Regions from separate parts of the Sus scrofa genome. Here region 2 is linked to region 1. The links are chromatin contacts, called in public promoter capture Hi-C maps. All regions are on one chromosome and are shown on one strand. Each heading gives the region's core, a stretch centred on a gene start, on an enhancer-like site or on the middle of the called end of the contact. The rest is flanking DNA. Distances are from core to core; before and after follow the strand shown. Region 1 has its middle 110 kb from the start of AKIRIN2. Region 2 overlaps RNGTT (mRNA-capping enzyme).

Evidence for each region. Promoter capture Hi-C pulls out the DNA fragments that hold promoters and counts their contacts.
Region 2: a contact with region 1 is called in a promoter capture Hi-C map of liver, with 6 times the contacts expected there. The contact joins two enhancer-like sites. A contact is called at or near these places in 1 of 5 promoter capture datasets (liver) and 1 of 47 Hi-C or Micro-C datasets (embryonic fibroblasts).

What each region holds. Positions count from the first base shown.
Region 1 is chr1:56,179,236-56,186,026 of Sscrofa11.1, reverse strand. No RefSeq gene overlaps it. Among named protein-coding and RNA genes, the nearest start is that of AKIRIN2, 110 kb to the right of the region's middle. Within about 2 kb of position 1,421, at least 5 of the 83 cell types and tissues checked have an H3K27ac peak or open chromatin away from gene starts, as enhancers often do. A contact at or near this core is called in liver, where this site is marked.
Region 2 is chr1:56,891,529-56,897,468 of Sscrofa11.1, reverse strand. The region is part of intron 14 of RNGTT (mRNA-capping enzyme); the gene reads left to right. Among named protein-coding and RNA genes, the nearest start is that of RNGTT, 170 kb to the left of the region's middle. Within about 2 kb of position 3,803, at least 4 of the 83 cell types and tissues checked have an H3K27ac peak or open chromatin away from gene starts, as enhancers often do. A contact at or near this core is called in liver, where this site is marked.

The DNA.
Region 1 (6,791 bases), core at 172-2,671:
TCAAGTCTTGCTCACCGAAGTTCTTTCCTTGGGGCTCCCTTAGTGAGTCTGTGAAAAGAGTTTTGTTAGGTTACCCATAAACCTGTGGAAATGTCCAGCCCTGTCAGAATTCCAGAGGAGACCGAAAATAGGTCCTATCACTTACCCACATTTTACAGGTGAGGACATTGAGGCACAGAGAAGCTGAATAAACTACTCGAGGTCACACAGACATTCCATAAGGGCAGTCTGGCTCCAGGGTCAGTGTTCCCAGCCACTACATCGCAGTGGCTCAGGGGCTTGGGAGGGTGCCTCCACACTGTGCCAAGTTTCGTGTGGTTCTAGAAGGACCACTGCCACCTGGGGATACTAACAATTTTGGCTGCAGCTTTCTGACAGAAATTGTAAGAACAAGCTTAAGCATTCTTCAAGTCCCAGTTAAATCATCACCTCTCCCAGGTAAGCATCAGCTCCCAAACAGGAGTGTCCCTTCCTCCGTGAAGACTCCAGGAATCCCCCAGTCAGGACCGAATCTCAGCCCCCTTTCCTGGTCCCACAGCTGTTCAACTCTAGAGAACATAGCACGGCCTCATCCTCCTTAGAGTGAGCAATCCTGTCCACTCCTCACACTAGGATGCAAGCGCTGCAAAGGCAGGACTGGTCTGCTGGTCCTTAATGTCTGAGAGCACTCACCACAGTGCCCTGAAGGGAAGTGGTCCCTGCTCCTGCTCCTGTTCCCAGAGCTGCGCGGGGACAGCACTGAGAGCGTGGTAGGTGTGTAACGATGGCTGATGGAAACCTGAGCTGGGGATGGAGGTCTCTCCACAGAAGACCCTGTAGTATCATGTGTTAGGCCAAAGCCTGCAAAATTGCCATTTTATAGGCCAAATTGTTCAAATATTGACACTTCCACTTGAGTCAATTCGACAGAAAATATACATTGCCTAAGAGGAATAGCCTATAAACCCCCGAAAGTGTTTCCTTGGAAGGTTTTGAAATCTCCCTTCTTCGATAGCTGGTATAATCTAACTATCGTTATTTTGTAAAAATACCCCAAAAGTCCAAATTCTAGGTGGTAAATCCTCAAATATCCCAAAGCCCAGATGAGAATGATGAAATTTGATTCCAATGACTATTCAGCGGTGAGTTCCTAGGGTCCTGTTAACAGAACACAGAAGAGAAAGCAGCTTTACTCACTTTTTCTGTCAATCTTGGTCAAAACGCTGCCTGGGAAATAACTTCTGGGGCCTGGTAAGTTGGGGGAGAGTCCCCAGTGTTCCTACGTTCCCTCATCTGTTCTCTGGCACCCTTTAGCAGATTGATCTGCCTGTGTATTGATCTTTGGGGCTCATACTGACCTTTGGAAGGAATGTCAATAGTGGGAGTTTGTGCAAAGATGAGAAAGTTCCTCCACTGGCAGCTTTCTTTGCCTGACTCAGGCCTCTGGAGTGAAAGGCTGTAATGTAACTGACAATGTAATTTATCCACATTTCTACTTGGAAACAGTATCATTTCTTTGAGCTCCAGTATCATTTCTATTACCCTCGCCTGGAATAAAAGACCCAGGATGCCTGTCAGACCAAACAATGCCTATCGTATTTTATTACAGGGGATGAAACCTAAGACTTTAAGCTCCATTAGCAGAAGGGTTCATTTTCACTCCAGGAAGGTAGTTCAACATTACAACATCTTATCTTGTTCTTTCTTATGTTTTTAATATAAAGGCCTTAAAATTCCCCACTTCCATCCCCCACGCCCACTGCCCCAGGCATTCGGAAGCTATATTATCAGATTTTACAGTCTGAGATAATAGGCTATTCTAAGAGTGCCGGTATATACACGTGGTATGTATTTTTTTTTTTTAATAATACTGCAGACTGATAAAAAGAAGAAGTTTGCTCTCTAGTGGCTGACTTATAAAAGGCTCTGAAAACCACACAATAAGATAGCTTAGAAAAAGAAGAAATTTAACAGCGATATTTGTGTAATAAGGTCTGGATACTTATTTTGCTTTTATTGATATTTTTAATATTCTTTACAGTGAAAAACTATATCAGAGCAAATGTTCTGCGGATATTTTTTCCTATTAAAATTTTTCCTATCATTAAGCTAATTTTAATTCTAAATTCTTAGAGTAGCAATTAGGTTTCTGGTGTTTTATTAGCCTATTATACCTTTAGAAAGCTCTGTGGATTGGTTTAATACCATATAATTAATGTCTATTATAGACACATTGCCCAATAATATAATATTATTAGCGCTTTTGAAACCATTTTTAGCTTTTTGCAGAAAGATTATATAAATTCAGGGACAAATAGTATAATTACTAGTATGATACTAATTAATATCATTTTATTACTCCTTTTTCTGCAGCAACTCAATTTATAAAATTCTACTACAATACGAATTATAAAAGAAAGAATTTATTCATTGTGCCCATTTTTAACCCCTGTGCCATGTTTTACTTTCTCATTATATTCTTCATCTCCATCTCTCCAAATTCCCACTATTTTTCTCAACTCTCTCCAGTATCCTTGATCAGATAATAGGAGCAAACAACACCACTGGTCCCTGAAGTTCCCACCCTCCATGCTTCCAAAAAGAGGGAGTTACTTAGGAAGTTTTCTACCTGCACAGAAATAAATACTTTAAAGGATTTTCAGATCTATAAATATTCTTGTTCATGTTGTTTATGAGAAAGGAACAAGACAGCAGCGAGGCTGAACCTTTTCTACAGGTCTGGGCTACGGTGGAAATAAAAGTACTAGACAATGCAAAGAAGAAAAGTATTTTCTGGGTAGAATAGGCATAGGGGACCTCCAGGGGGGTGGTTAAGAAGGGATATGATGCAATTCGACTTACAGTTTTGAAAATTATTCTGGCTGCTATGTGAACAAAGTCCCACAATAAGGACAGGAGCAGAAACAGGGAAACCTCTTTGGAAATGACGGAGTCATGCATCCAATAAAACAGAGTAGCGTGGACAAGGGTAGCAGCAGTGAAGGTGTGAAAAGTGAATGGATTCCCCATGTACTCTGAAGGTAGAGCTAAATGGTGGTGGGTGAGAGGTGGGGTTGGGGTATGACTTCAGACTGAGCAACTGGTGGAGGGAGATGCCACTTGCCGGAATTGGAAAGGATGAGAGAAAAGCATGTTAGGGAGGTGAGGGACAGTGGGAGTAAAGAATGCTGTTTGGGTTGGTCATGGTTCAAGGTGAGATGCCTCTTCAAGAGGAGATATCCGATAACCTCTTGGAGATATCAAGAGGAAAGCTTCAGCGATGTCGGCACAACCAGATCTCTTCAAGTCTGGAGTTTGGGAGAGAGATTGGGACTGGTGATTTACACTTAGAAGTCTTCAGGATACAAATGATATTTAAAAATGAGATTCCCAGGAGTTCCCATCTTGGCTTAGTGGAAACAAATCTGACTAGTAACATGAGGTTGCAGATTTGACCCCTGGCCTCAATCAGTGAGTTAAGAATCTGGCGTTGCCCTGAGCTGTGGTGTATGTAGGTGGCAGACACAGCTCGATCTGATGTTGCTGTGGCTGTGGTGTAGGATGGCAGTTATAGCTCCAGTTCACCCCCTAGCATTGGAACCTCCACATGCTGTGGGTGCAGTCCTAAAAAGCAAAAAAAAAAAAAAAGAGAGAGAGAGAGGAGAGAGAGATTCCCAAGGAAAGAGGTTGAATGAAGAGAGAAGAACTGGGCCAGACTCTGAGGCATGGACATTTGAAGTAGAGAAGGGTCAGCCAGGAAGATTGCACAGAAGTGGCCAGCATGGGGAAGGACAGCAGGAGAAGATGAGTGAGGCTGTGCCGGGGAGAGGTAAGGACACAGAAGTGACCACTGAATTTGGCAGTATGGAGGTCACAGGCAACCCGACCAGAGCCCTTTCAGTGGGGTGATGGGGACAGAAGCCCTTCTTGTTCTTTTGCCCGCCAAATACAGACCTAAACGCTTCCTTCCCAGTGCAAATATGCAAGACAGAAAGGAACTAGCAGTTGGTGCAGATTTGGGGGAAATTTTCTCCTGTTGCTTTTGAGAGATAGTTAGTTTATACTCAATCTTTGATCTGGACTCATTTTCTTTGAATCCTTTTAGAGTGAAAATGGGTAGGGAAAGGGATTCTTGGTGTCAGAAATTGAGCTATCTACCACTTCACAGCATAACTCATCTTTCCCACCAACTAGACAGTGAAGTAGAGGGAAGCTGGGATAAAGAAGAAAATAACTAGGGAAGAGTACATCTGACCTAGAAACTGTAAGGAGATGCAAGAAAGAGGGAAGATGAACTATAGGAAAAAGTACCTTGGCAGGGAAAGAAAATATAAATAGGAAAAGTAGGAATTAGGGACAAATGTTTTTCCTTGAGGCATAGAAGGAAATGAAATTTGAACTACCTGCCAATCTCAGAGGAAACAACACCAGACAGAATAAATAGGGAAGGCATTTCCATATCAGACTATATGCCAAGGGTTGAGGAACAAGGAAAGAGAGGAACACATTAAACAGGAGGAAAAAATTGTAAAGTGAACAGTTTTGCAGGTGGACTGCAAAAGCTGCTGATTTCCTAAAAGGCTTTTTAAAATTTGCATTGTTATTTAAAACACACACCCCAAGCGTCTTTACCAGTTCATTTGTGCACAACTACACCTCTTGTTAGTTTGTGAGGCTGCCCAGAATTCAAATGGGAGACAGTCAAAGAAGAATCGTGGCCAATAATCCCTTTTTTATAAAAATGAGATTTGTTGATATCTTTAAGAGCTTGAATAAGCACGTTTTGAAAATGTAGAAACACGTAATAACTGAAGGAACAAAAACCAGTGGATTCTATTCTTTCACACTCTTGGGATGGGTCTTTGTCCAATGCACATTACAGTATGTGTGATCTAAGTAAGGCCTCACAAATGATAGGATGCTGAAGATTTCGGGGCTTCACTGGAAATGCTTGTTTGCTAACTCCATAGACCTTACAGGCACTCAGAGACATTAGTAAACTTGGTCAAGTGGGGGTAATTTCCAGGAGAAAAGGATTGGCTCAAATCCACCAGGCAGTCTTAAGATCACACTTATGTTCAACCGCAGCCTCCCATCACCAGGAACACCATCCTCTGCCACCCCAGCCTCCTCTCATGAGGGAACCCCACTCTGGGTGTACCTGATGGCCACAGTTGAAAGCCTCTCTTCACATGGTTTTCTGCTGGGGACTGGATTGATACTTTACCTGATCCGTTTCTGTGCCACATGAGAATCTCAGAAACATCACTGTTTAGGTTCCAACTTCTTTCTTTTTCTTTTTCTTTTTTTCACCTTGTAGCCATCAATTGTTTCGCCATTATTTAAAAAAACAGAGCACTCTAGAAATGAGGAAGGGGAATACACATCTCAGCTCCTCAGACCAAAGAAACACACACACGGTCCATTGAGGTCAAGTGTGTTTCCCATCTTCAGCCTGGGATGCCAGCAGGAAGCTTTCTCCTCTAAAAGGAAGAAGGTCGTGGGTGGCTCCTTAGCAATAACATCTGGAGAGAAAGTAATGGTGGATGAAATGACACTAAAATTGTCTCATGACTTCTGTCTCCTGTGCAGCTCACAAGGGAGACGTCAAGAAAAGGATCAATTCAAATTAGTGGGCCAACTGCCTAGAATAAAGCAGAAATATCACCTTCTCAGTCTACTGTGCTCCCATCTCTGAGCAACTGGATGGGAGAGACGATGCCCAAATCTGCATCTCCAGAATCAAACCTGAACCAGAATGTTCTTGAGAACTCCTCTGGTTTCCTACTAAATTAATTTTCAGAAGGTTCCAAGCTTAGGCAATGCCGAGTTATACCAGGAAGTTATGTTTATGGGTGTTTATTGAGGCTTAATAGACTAATTCTGTCAAGTTGAGGCAAGTTTCTTCTCCATCACAGCAAATTAAAAAGTTAAAATAGAAGAAACTGGAGTCCCCTGGTGACCTAGCAGTTAAGGATCTGTTGTTGTTGCTGCTGTGTCTAGGGTTCAATCCCTGGCCCAGGAATTTCTGCATGCTGCGGGCACGGCCAGGAAAAGTAATTTAAAAATTTAAAAAAGAAAAAAATTCAAGAGGCTCATATGATTAAATCATATTGCAGAGGCTTATCTTAAAAAAGATTAAAGAGAGCAGCCTAGCCAGGGACTAAATATTACTTTATAAAATGACAACACGACTTATAACCTCTTCCTGTCCTGAAGACGTTAAGTAAACATCTGATTTGCCTCAACATTTACACATGATGGTTTTTATAGTTGTGGGTGTTTGCATGTTGAAATGACATTAAGAAGAAATAGGCACAAAGAGCATGGAAATCCAGCAAAGGTAAAGGACAACAACTTCTATAAGTCATTTAGGAGTTCCCGTCATGGCTCAGTGGTTAGCAAACCCAACTAGCATCCATGAGAACGTGAGTTCGATCCTTGGCCTTGCTCAGTGGGTTAAGATCCAACATTGCCGTGACGTAGGTCGCAGATGCGGCTTGGATCCCGTGTTGCTGTGGCTCTGGTGTAGGCCGGTGGCTGTAGCTCCAATTGGACCCCTTGCCTGGGAACCTCCATATGCCAAGAGTGCGGCCCTCCAAAGATAAAAAGACAAAAAATAATAATAATAAGTTATTTAGATTTCTAAACAGGTATACACATGTGCTTTTTTTTTTTTTTTGATACACAGAATGTGGAATTTCCTTGGCCAGGGTTCAGACCTGAGCCACAACAGTGACAACACTGGATCCTTAACCCACTGTGCCACCAGGGAACTCCCACATGTGCTTTAACTATAGCAGCCCGAACAG
Region 2 (5,940 bases), core at 2,554-5,053, 710 kb before region 1:
TTCTTTCTCTCTTTCTGTCTCCCCCTTCTTCCTCTTCTCATTATTACCATCTTTTAGTTTTAGTTTTCTGTCCAATTTGGAGATACAAATATGTACAACCATGGGACTTCATTATAATCTTAGACTAGTACATCTTCATGCTGGTTTCAGGTTTCATTATTTTTAGGGAAAGTTATTCCAACTTTACCTTTTTTATCTCTTAACATCTTCTATATGTCATTGGAAGGTTCTTTTTTCAAATAAGCTCTATTCTTAAGTTTTCATGGGAAATTTGTCATCTGAAGAACTTAATTTTAAGCACGCATGATTATTCTCTTGTTTTATCCTAAAATATAATAAACTAAATAAAACACTGACCATTTTATAACAAGTTGTAATACAGAGTAAGAAAAGAATTGCCTCACACATGCACAGCTGTTAATTTAGTGCTGCGAAGGAAGCAGATTTCCCAGTCATCTAAGACTAACTTTCAACTTTGTTGAGATTAAGTTTCTAAATATACTGTGTTGTATGTGACTTAGAGTTTTCTTAAGTAAGAGATATGATTCATTATATCTTTTCTTTTTCACATGTATCATCTCATTTTATTCTCAAAATAATAGTGTACCAAACTGTACAGTTAAGTCAGGGTTCACTTTCCTTTCGCAGTTAAGGTGTGTTTTCTTTTAAAACAATTTTTTAAAAATTACAGTATAGCTGATTTAGAGTGTTGTTTCAGTATCTTTTCATGTAGTCTTTGAAATTAAAAAGGGAAGTTTTGATTAAATAATATTTTACTTAATTCCTATTTGTATGCTTTCAGGTTGTCAGAAGTTTCTGGGGAGCAGAGGAGTGAGCATTTCTGTATATCTTTGCATAATACCTTTATCTTAACTCAGTGAATATGTACTTTATTACTCATACCTTATTTTTGTAGACATGGTCAAGTTTAAATAATAGTTTACATTTTATAACTCTTATTCTATGTCGTTTTCTAAAGCATTTTACAGTCCAGTAAAAATCTTAATGCTATTCTCATAGGTTTCTAGTTCTGGAGGCTGCTCTTAGCAGCCAGAATCCATAAAAGCAAGAAGGATTGAAGCCTGTCAGCATCACTTTTAATCAACTCAAGGGTTGTTATGGAAAGTCTCAAGGCCACAGGGCTGTCCCTCCCTGCAGGGCTTGGTATTGGTTGCCTCTTGCAGTTCTGACAGCCCAAGATGTGTGTGAAGCTGTGAGGCTGAGTCACATACAGTTCCCATTTTGACACTGCAGAATGGCTAAAAAATGTCTTCTATATTTTAACTACGAATTCCATGCAGCCACCATATGTGGAAAGTAAGGAAAATCACCAGTATTCTGAGGCAGTTATTTTATAGTCAGTACAGCTGATTTCTTCTCTGCCTCTGAGCCTGGTTCCATCCCTGCTGAGGGACTGGGTGCCATTAGTCACAGTTTCATACTCTAAGCTTTCTAAGCTTCAATTTAAAAAAATCTCTTTCCAGCCAAAGAAATAGAAGATTGATGTTTGTATTCATATGCATACACAATAGATGCAAAGAAATAATGATCTCGTCTTCATTTTTGAAATTATATTTGAAAATCCATCAAACAGTACCCTCAGACTTTTTTCAACTTAAAAAAGTAGAATATTTTCCCTTTTTAGGTCTATTGAGCTTAGATTTTTATTTGTTACGTAAAATATTTTTTTTAAATAGCTAATAATTTGTCAGTTTTAATTTTCAGGGTAAATTAAACTTAAAGTATTTATTTGGGTCTCTCTCATGAAATATTGAAAAAAAACTAGGAAAACTGATTTGGTTTGTTTACTGACTAATGATGTTTTAGAATATGTATGGCTTGTAGGTCAACATTTTTAGTAAAAGAAGTTTAACATGCATATTCTAAATCTCTAGAATACCTGAAATATTCTATCAACTAAAGATACAAGCCCTAGAATGGAATATTCTAGTTTAGTGGCTTCCAAACTTTTGAGCATGACCTATAGGGATGTGACAAGTGTATTTGCATTGAGTTCTAGTACACATACATATATCTATACGCACACAACATAAACCAGAGTTTTAAAGTAAGTGTGATGTAACCACTATATTTACCATTCTGTTCTATTTATTTTTCCATTGATTTAGTTTTTAAATACAGGTCTCAACCCACTAAATTAACCTCTCTTTTAGAATATGGGTCACAACTCACAGTTGGGCAAACACTGCTTGTCCAGCTACTGCTGCCTTATGTCAGCCACATTTATGCAGGTGATGGTGAGGAAGCCTACCTGCCCTTGAGTTGATGATGGCCCTCGGAGTGGCTCTGGAAGGGCAGAAAATGATGAGATGTCAAAGTTGCTGGGGAGAGAGAGGAAGAAAGTATAGGAAAAGATAAATGAGAAGTGAAGTAAGATGTTTTATGGAGCCAAGCATAGCTATTTTCTATTTCCAAAAAACCCTAATTCTCAAGAATGGAAGGGAGCCTTCTCTCCACACCTACTCTTATCTTCCAAATGATTTCATGTGGTTTGAGGATAGAGAAAGAAATAAAGGTAAGATCCCAGTGGATTTAAAAAAAAAAGCAGAAAAAAATGGAGGTGAGTGGAGTTCCCGTCGTGGCGCAGTGGTTGACGAATCCGACTAGGAACCATGAGGTTGAGGGTTCAATCCCTGCCCTTGCTCAGTGGGTTAATGATCCGGCGTTGCCGTGAGCTGTGGTGTGGGTTGCAGACACGGCTCACATCCTGCACTGCTGTGGCTCTGGCATAGGCTGGCAGCTACAGCTCCGATTAGACCCCTAGCCTGGGAACCTCCATATGCCGAAGGAGAGGCCCAAGAAATGGCAAAAAGACAAAAAAAAAAAAAAGGAGGTGAGTGAGAAATTGAGAGAAAGCAATGAAGCAGATCTAGATTTGTGTGACATATTAATGACTACCAGCTCAGTTTTCTGTACTGTAAGGGAAGAGGCGAATTTTCAATGTCTCATAGCAGTAATAAAGGCAGGCATGGTTATTTCTTTGTTGAAAGTAGACTCAAAAAGTGAAAGAAGCTTTTAAAACAACAACAACAACAACTCACTAACTGTCATGAAAGCCAAAACCCTCTCTACTTCTATGCAATAGCTATTTAGTTGCTGACAGCATTTTATCCTGCACATTTACTGACAGAGAGCTTTAGGGCCACTGCTGGGCTCTCTAGTTAGTGAGCCCATATTGCTATCTTTCTGGATGTTAAAAATCACACATTGTTTGTTACTACCAGGTCACATAGTAGCTGCAGACTTAGGATTCCAAAAAGTATTCAATAGTAGTAGTTTTTGTGCCATTTTTACCAAGGTACTTTTGGCAGTGTTGTTGCCAAAACTGAGATAACACTTCAGCCTAGAGTCACTTTCAGTTTTAGAATTCTTATCTTCCAATCCTTAACTTATCTACAAGAATATGAGTCCCACAGGGCTGGGCTGTGTCTTGTGCACCTCTCTATCTTTGGCAATTAGCCTAGTGCCCAAGACCTAAAAACACTAAATGAGTATTTGTTAACATTATTGAAGAATGCTCAGAAAACCAAGTGCATTGTTGCTGTTGTTGTTGTTTTGGGGGTATACCCAACCGCATGGGAAAGTTCCCAGGTCAGGGATCAAACCTGTGCCACAGCTGTAACCAGAGCCACAGCGGTGACAACACTTAACCCTTGGAGCCATGAGCGAAGTCCTTTTTTTTTTTTTTTTTAAATTGAGGTGTAGTTAATATATAACATTGTGTTTGTTTCAGATGTACAACATAATGATCCAATATTGCAAACATTGCAAAAGGATCATCCCAGTAAGTCTACTTAACATCCATCCCCCTACATAGTTACAAAACAGTTTTTTTCTTGTGATGAGAACTCTTAAGACCTACTCTTTATCAATTTTCAAATAGGCAGTACAGTATTATTAACTACAGTCACTCTGCTATTACATTACATCCTCAGAACTTATCTGTCTTATAATTGAAAACATGTACCCTTTCACCTCCCTTCATCCATTTCTCTCCCACCCTCACCCCCTGCTTGTGGCAACAAAAATCTTTTCTATATTCCTTGGAGCTTGTTTTTTTGTTTTGTTTTTTGTTTTTAAACTATAAAGATTTACCTGTGAAGTTCGTCAGAGTATTTAAAACTCTGGTTCTAATTGCATGTATATTTACTGCCTTAAAACTTTGTTTTCTGATCTCTGTTACATCTTGAGTTGGGATATCTTTGAGGCACTATAAATTAATTTTATTTTCTAATTTAAGATTATGGTTGTAAATTGTTATTAACATCAGTAGCTTTATTTGAAATGTAGATTTTGTGAATACATTATTCTGAGAACATTTTAATTATAGTCCTCAAATTATTTTCCAATTAAGAAAGTTAGCATTTTTCTTAGCTGGAAATTCCAATTACTTTCAATCTCTCTTGAGTGAGACATTTATAGAAAAATATTAGAAATCATTTTAGCATATTCTAGTTTTTTTTAAAAACCAGATTTATCGTATCAAGCTGTTTTCTTGTTAAATGTGGTTTGGAGAGAAAAAGATTAAATTCTTTTTTTGTAATTTGGAGATGTTCTCAAAAAAGCAAATTGTATCAATGCTAAAGTATTTATAATGCAGTGAACATCCTATTTTGGTGAAAGGAAATAAATGTTATTTTTTATCCTGAGTTTTTTTCCCCTACAAATATTTTACTTCTAAAAAGAATTTCGAAGGCATTGATAACATGTACATATAAAAGGATATCTATAAAATGACTATTGTTAAAGTCATGTTTCTGACAAATGCCAGAGTTTCTGATCTGGATTATATATTAGACATCTAGAAGTTATATATTTCACTTTCTTCCCACAAAAGGAGAAAAATAATTTCTCCAGCAAATAGGTAAGAAGAAATATTTACTCATCCTCTTGCCTCATAAAGTTTGAAAACACAGTTCCAGACCTGTCCGGTCCTCACGAGGCAGAGGCAGCTGCAAAGACCCATTTCAGGTGTCCCATGGCTGTGACGCAGGTATTAGGAAAGCTCCAAACTGGTGTTCTCTTTGTTGACTCTTGGAGAAGAGTAACAAACTGAAACTCTGAGACTAGATAACACCAGACCATTAATGTTGCCAATGATTTGTAATTGGCCTTGAACTGGCTACCTTGAACATCTTCAGAAGTTTGAGACTATTAAGTGATTTCTGTCCCAAATGTATACCTCGGGGTGTGGGTAGGAGGGATCCTTAATTGTTTAAAACAGAAATTTAAAAATGTAGTCACATAAATCTGTCTCTTGAAATGGTTTTTTCTAAATAATGAGGTAGATGTTTGTTTTTTTCTTATCCCAGTATTTCACTGTCTATATAATTATTTGCCAATAAGTAAAAATGACAGATTTGGAGTTCAGGAAATTCAAACTATACTAAATGCAATGAAATATAAGAGTATAATGGTTTGAAGAAATCATTATAAATTTAAGTTTAACCTTGCAAATACAAGTCACCATTTGGATATTTACAGTTTTACTAAAATATTTTAAATACTAATTTTAAATTCTTCCTGTAGTGTCACCCGATCAGAACATTTGTGGTACCCAATAAATACCTTCACATGTGATCATTCATCTGCTAAAATAATGTGTTCTTTCTTTTTTTCTTTTTTTTCTTTTTGTCTTTTTGCCTTTTTCTAGGGCCGCTTCCGCAGCGTATGGAGGTTCCCAGGCTAGGGGTCTAATTGGAGCTGTAGCTACCGGCCTACACCAGAGCCACAGCAATGTGGGATCTGAGCTGTGTCTGCGACCTACACCACAGCTCAGGGCAACGCCAGATCCTTAACCCACTGAGCAAGGCCAGGGATCAAACCCACAACCTCATGGTTCCTAGTCAGATTCATTAACCACTGCACCATGACGGAAACTCCAATAATATGTTCTTTATGATATTAAAATACTTCTGT